Linked DNA regions of Xenopus laevis: region 1 is linked to region 2. The links are chromatin contacts, called in public Hi-C maps. All regions are on one chromosome and are shown on one strand. Each heading gives the region's core, a stretch centred on a gene start, on an enhancer-like site or on the middle of the called end of the contact. The rest is flanking DNA. Distances are from core to core; before and after follow the strand shown. Region 1 overlaps ddx41.L (probable ATP-dependent RNA helicase DDX41). Region 2 overlaps LOC108710972 (PDZ and LIM domain protein 7-like).

Region 1 (3,186 bases), core at 396-2,895, 88 kb after region 2:
GCTGAACAAAGACAGCCCTAAATAACAGAGCTCTAAAAGACAACTGAGGAACTGGAGGTTACTGCGGGCAGTTCCCATAACATTAGCTTCATGCAGCCAACTAATAAAAGGTTATATCTTTAAGTCCAACCTAAGCTACAATATTACATTTTGCCATTTGCCACATTAACAATTCCTAAGAAATGTTTGTGATACGAAAACTTGTATCTATTGTATCCTATAAAGAATGACAAGAAAACAAGGCAAGAGATACTTGTATTCACAGAGCTTCTTTTGAAGTGCATAATTAATTTTTTTAATGCACTCTGACCTCTTGGGCGTGAACAGGAGATCTCCCATGCTTGGCACCAGAAAAAACATTTCACAGAAAGTCAAACATCTGGTCCCTTTAGTTCAATGTTGAATACCAGTGAAAAGAGTCCAAATTCAGATCCATACAGCTGGTAAAGCTTCTGCAGTTTGTGATCTAAATGTTTCTTGCATTGTTGCAATGCAACATTACCCATGTTGAAAAATAGTGCACACTACTGGCCCCAAAGGCTTGCACACCATATCTAAGCACCCTGGATGTGTCTCTTCCTCAGAAATCCATTGAGCTGGTAGCAAGGTAATCCTTCCTTCCAATGGTGCTGACTTGCTTTGTCTGCATGGCTTCCAACTTGGGGCAGTCTGTGATACGATGGCCCAGACCTCCACAAAAAGCACAACCTCTTTCATCTGAGAAGAAATAAAGCAGTCAATACATGGTAATAAAGCTCAAAGTCCTTTAGTGTATATACCCCTTAACAAGAAAACAGTGTCAAGATCAAAGATGTTCTTCTACAATTATCATCAATATTGCAATATATCATAAAGGCAGACTAAATTGTTTTAGAGCAATATTAATATGCACCCCTATAGTTGTTTTCCATTCATAAACAAATGCCCTTTATTTATTCAGCTTCATTGCATGCACTGGGTTGTGGTTAAATGATGGATGAATTATAATAATAATAATTAAATAATAATTTTGGATATGAATGATGCACGTATGTATGTATGTATGTATATAGTATGTATGTATGTATGTACGTAAGTATGTTGATGCAGTTTAAATAGAATTGCTCACCTCCAAATTCCAGCATGGTTTCATCACTGCTATTAAGCACCTGCAGAACAGGGGGCAAACGCTGCTTTGCCTCCATGAGCAGAGCCTTCAGATCCATCAGAACTGATTCATCTGTAAGGAAAAAAAAAGTTAGGCCGATGACAAACTTTAAAAAGTAAACAGTAAAAAAATGTTAATTGCATGAGATGTTTCTCATTTAATGTCAGTCGTATAACATCTCTCTTTCAGTGCTACTTACCACAAGACTTGTTTATAAAGGTAGTTGCAATTCCAGTGTTACCAGATCGACCAGTACGTCCTATTCTGTGAACTGCAAAGGCAGAGTGAGAAATGGTTATAGGGAGGGCCCCTTAGAAGTACACTGATAAGACACAACTATCAATTCAAGTCCTAAATCCAAAGTAAAATTTGAGGCAATTCTTTTCCGTACATTTCTGATATATTACAAAGAGTTATAGTCATAGTGTAATTACACACAAGGAGGATATTACAGAGGAAGAGAAAAACGAGAGAGCTTTTTGAACATTTTGAGCTTTCATTGTTTTTACCCTCCCATGAGCATTACTATGCAGCCCACACAGTGCAGAGGTTGGGGTACAAGCATGCACACGAGCAAGTGCCCCCAGCTCATTCATTATTCAAATGTGTGTGACGTATGATCAGAGGACACATCGACTGCTCAAGCTTATTGTTTGAGCTAAAACAGGGCAAACAGTGAAATTGAAGCTACTCCATGTTTGGGCCTTTGCAAAAAAGATTATATTACAACTTCTCTTATGTAAAGGGATTAACTGTGCACTGGTAATCGAATTATCTAACTCACAAGGAACAAACATGGAGTAGCTTGATTTCCCTGTTTAGCTCAAGACATAACAAAAACCATAAATTGTTTGTGTGATTTAAACAATACGCAAAAAGTATGTTCAGCACAAGCCCTATATTATGTTGCACAAGGAGTTTAAAGAAACAGTTCAGTGTACAAATAAAAACTGGGTAAATAGATAGTATGTGGAAACCAGGTGAGCTGCAAAGCAGGAAGTAGTGTTCTGGCTATTATGTTAGACATCCAGTCACTCCAGCCTTTATACATTACATTTTTGCCTAATTATATTAAAAACATTTTTTTATTTTGCACAGTCTATTTACCCAGTTTTTATTTTTACACTGAACAATTCCTTTAAATAAGAATAAAGAAAGTGTATCCATTAAGCTTTAGAGGACAGTGTCTGCAGTATGAAGATGGCCAATGAAGAACATCATATAATGCAGAACAATTGACCGAATAAACACTTCACCTCTTGACTAATAAAATTCAGCGTTTTATGTTCATGAAAATTGGTTGTAATTTTATCATAAGGTTTAAAAAAAGGATGAGAATTAAATGTCTCCTTCCACTGGTTCTCAGAGAAGTATGGATGCCTTCCATTTATCATCGGTTTTATAAAAGAGCTAGGGAACAGGCAGGTGGGGTGAAAGTTAAAACAGATCCCCACTGGTGACCCCAAATATTCTTATATGGAGTAGGATTACCTCTGCTCCCATCATCATTTATCAGTAAGTTATGCAGCAATTTTAATTTACTTGACTGGGGCAATCAGACCAGTAACTGGATCAACTCTGTACTTGATGGATTCAATACTGAACCACAAGGCAGTCCACTAAAAACCTTACGTCAAGTAACTTTATTTGTCATGACCTGTCCTTCATAAAGCTATACTGATTAGTAACTATAACACTTTTCTACAGAACAAAATCTTCAATGTGATTCAATGTAATTTACAATTACAAACAGGGGTTAAAAATAGCATCAGAGGACCCTGCTCAAAAGTGCTTTAAATCGAAACCTTATACAGGATCACTGGGCTGTGCTTTAACAACAGTATTACACAGGACTTCAAGGGCTTTCATTGACAGGGACATCTGGTATTTTAAGACCCAAAGGCAACCCTTCAGCAATTTATAGCCTTCCAAAACAGTTATGAGTTCCAGAGCATTTAAATAGGAATCCACCTGCTTTAATTTTTTACATTTATTGAATATATGTTGGCGCTTCTGCATTAAGTAACTTGACAAGTTAC
Region 2 (3,226 bases), core at 541-3,040:
GTGAAATGCAGCTCAATTGGGTTCAGATCAGGTGACTGACTTGGCCATTCAAGAATATTCCACTTCTTTGCTTTAATAGGGTTGCTTTAGCTGTATGTTTCGGGTCGTTGTCCATCTGTATTATGAAACGCCTCCCAATCAATTTGACTGTATTTAGCTGGATTTGAGCAGACAGTGTCTCTGAACACGTCAGAATTCATTTGGCTGCTTCTGTCCTGTGTCACATCATGGATAAACACTAGTGTCCCAGTGCCACTGGCAGCCATGCACGGCCAAGCCATCACACTGCCTCCGCCATGTTTTACAGATGATGTGGTATGCTTTGGATCATGAGCTGTTCCATGCCTTCTCCATACTTTTTTCTTGCCATCGTTCTGGTAGAGGTTGATCTTTATTTCATCTGTCCAAAGAATGTTTTTCAAGAACTGTGCTGGCTTTTTTAGATGTTTTTTAGCAAAATCCAATCTAGCCTTTCTATTCTTGATGCTTATGAGTGGCTCGCACCTTGCAGTGCACCGTCTGTATTTACTTTTATGCAGTCTTCTCTTTATGGTAGACTTGAATATCGATACACCTACCTCCTGGATAGAGTGTTGTTCACTTGTTTGGCTATTGTGAAGCAGTTTCTCTTCACCATGGAAATGATCATCCACCACTGTTGTCTTCCTTGGACGTCCAGGTCTTTTTGCGTTGCTGAGTTCACCAGTGCTTTCTTTCTTTCTCTGGATGTTCCAAATTGTAGATTTTGCCACTCCTAATATTGTAGCAATTTCTCTGATGGGTTTTTTCTGTTTTTGCAGCTTAAGGATGGCTTGTTTCACCTGCTTGGAGAGCTTCTATGACCGCATGTTGTCTGTTAGCAGCAAAATCTTTCACATACAAGCACCCCCCTCAAATCAACTCCAGGGCTTTTATCTGCTTCATTGATAGACATAACAAAGGAATTGCCCACACCTGCCCATGAAATAGCCTGCGAGTCAATTGTCCAATTACTTTTGAGCCCCTGAAATTAAGCGATTGTTTTAAAAAAAGGCTTTAGTTCCTCACATTTTTATGCAATCGTTTGTTCAACCCACTGTATTAAAGCTGAAAATCTACAGTTCAACTGCATCTGAGTTGTTTCATTTAAAATGCATTGTGTTAATGTACAGAACCAAAATTAGAAAAAAAAAGTCTGTCCAAATATTTATGGACCTAACTGTATATATATTTTTTGCCTGTTCAAACAAGCATTTATAAATTAATAGGGCCAAGCGTGGTTCCTTTTGGAATGGTGCTTCGGTACCAGGTCTGGACTGAGAGTCAAAATAGGCCCATGCATTTTAAGTACAAAGAGGCCCAATCAGCCTACACAGAGGCCCAAACAGCCCCCACCAGCCCACTAAATACTGACTTTTTATGGAACCTTATAGCAGCCCCTCTGGCATTTGCCAGAACCCACAGATTGCCAGTCCGGGCCTGTTCGGTGCCCCTAATCTTCCAGCATTGAAACCCTTGGCCTCTATAGTGTCTATTTGCGTGAGGATGGGAGGGGGTTGCATTGTGCCTGAGGGTGGGAGGGGATTGTATTTATAACTCAGAATTACTTCAGCTCAGCACTTTAGTAGATCAGCCACATGACAGCACCCGGGTGCCCTACCCACCTGTCTCCTTTTCTCACAGGAGAAAGACGTAAAACAAACAACTCCCTCCCTACCTCCTTGTCAGTCACACAGCACGCACTGACTTTCAGGAGTACAACTGTATTTCTCTGACATCAGTTCAACTTCACTCAGGTTTCAACATGCTTTGCATCTCATAGGGACCTTAGGATTTTCCTCTCATTTAGACACATACAGTACATATGCTTTACTGCCTCCAAATGCATGTCCCTATGCGCCGCCTATACACTTGTTTCTATTCAAAGGGCGCTCATTTACTAAGGATCTGAATTGCACTGGCCTACGAAGATGTTGCTGCCCGTTTCATTACTATAGCCAACAGCAGTATTATATCAGATTTCACTCCCCAATAACATGCGCAGGTCCTGTATTCGTCACAGCGCTGCAGCCCCAAGTCTACTTCCCTGCAGGAAAACATTGAGTTATAGCATTAAAAGACAACCTCATCAACACTGGAAGCTACAACAGGACTTTAAAAGCAAGATGTAGCATCAACTGTGGCCTTGGGAGAAAGCAAGCATCTTAACTGTAGATTCCTATTCATAGGGAATTGACAGGCCTGTAATTTTTACTACTAAGCTGGAAGGAAGGATGGGATGGGACAGTAACTGAGGGCTCATGCTTGATAAAGGGGCTTGCCCCGAAACGTTGCACGTCCGCACTTAATAAACGCAAGGGGTAACCCTGCATAAAGTTCCTTGTGTGCCAGTGTTTCCCTCACTTTATGCTAGATTGGAGGTCGCCGGACTCCTAACACTGGACACCAGGGGTTCTCGTTATCTAATCTCCAGGAGTGTGCTCGGCCTCATCTTCCTTCGCTATAGTAACTGAGGGACCTTTAACTAGAGTAGCAGTTTGCTTCTCACTGTAACAAGTTGATTCTCTCACATCATGTCTAGAAACAAACCTGAGCCAAAATCCCCACTACTTACTGCATGTTGCCTTTATATGACATCGATGGTAACACAGTGGGTCACCCCTGACTCTCCATTGTCATGTTAAAATGTGCTGGTTCGGGAAAACCGATCACCTGGTTTGGAAAGGTTGAATGCACTTCCTACACCACAGCCTGTTGCTAAAAACATAAGAAGGACGCTATTTTTTCCCAAAAAACAGGGCAACCCAAAACTATTGTGTGTGTAGAACTGTCCTTCTGTACATAAGTTTTCTACTTAAATCAGAGGGAACATATTCCTTGGCTCATCAATGGTAATCTATGTATGTTCTCAGTATATCGAGTACAAGGTACTGTTTCATTAATACAGAGAAAAGGGAAATAATTTTTAAAATTTATAATTATATTATTAAAATGGAGCCTGTAGGAGATGGCCTTCCGTAATTTGGATCTTTCAGGATAATGGACTCAATACCTGTAGTGATGTGTGGGTCGACAATGAGTCTACCCATACCAACCCTAAAGTGCCCTCTTCCAACCCATACTTGGCCCAACCCAGTGAGCTGCCATTCTTTAAGGTGTCTAATATCCTTATATTTCCCAATAAGTGGTACTTTATTTATTATAATACACAAGTTTTAGTAAGTCATGTGACAAAATATACCATGGA

Evidence for each region. Hi-C and Micro-C count contacts between places; a contact is called where the count stands out from the background.
Region 1: a Hi-C map of the XL177 cell line shows a contact between it and region 2, with 2.6 times the contacts expected there. The contact joins two enhancer-like sites. A contact is called at or near these places in 2 of 4 Hi-C or Micro-C datasets (the XL177 cell line and the XTC cell line).

Annotation. Positions count from the first base shown.
Region 1 is chr3L:53,509,321-53,512,506 of Xenopus_laevis_v10.1, forward strand. It overlaps ddx41.L (probable ATP-dependent RNA helicase DDX41), which reads right to left. Exons shown (of 17, transcript XM_018252231.2): 15 at 1,347-1,418; 16 at 1,109-1,219; 17 at 1-717. The coding sequence ends at 581. Among protein-coding and RNA genes, the nearest start is that of ddx41.L, 9.4 kb to the right of the region's middle. Within about 2 kb of position 1,646, at least 1 of the 7 cell types and tissues checked has an H3K27ac peak or open chromatin away from gene starts, as enhancers often do.
Region 2 is chr3L:53,421,666-53,424,891 of Xenopus_laevis_v10.1, forward strand. The region is part of intron 2 of LOC108710972 (PDZ and LIM domain protein 7-like); the gene reads right to left. Among protein-coding and RNA genes, the nearest start is that of LOC121401477, 15 kb to the left of the region's middle. Within about 2 kb of position 1,791, at least 1 of the 7 cell types and tissues checked has an H3K27ac peak or open chromatin away from gene starts, as enhancers often do.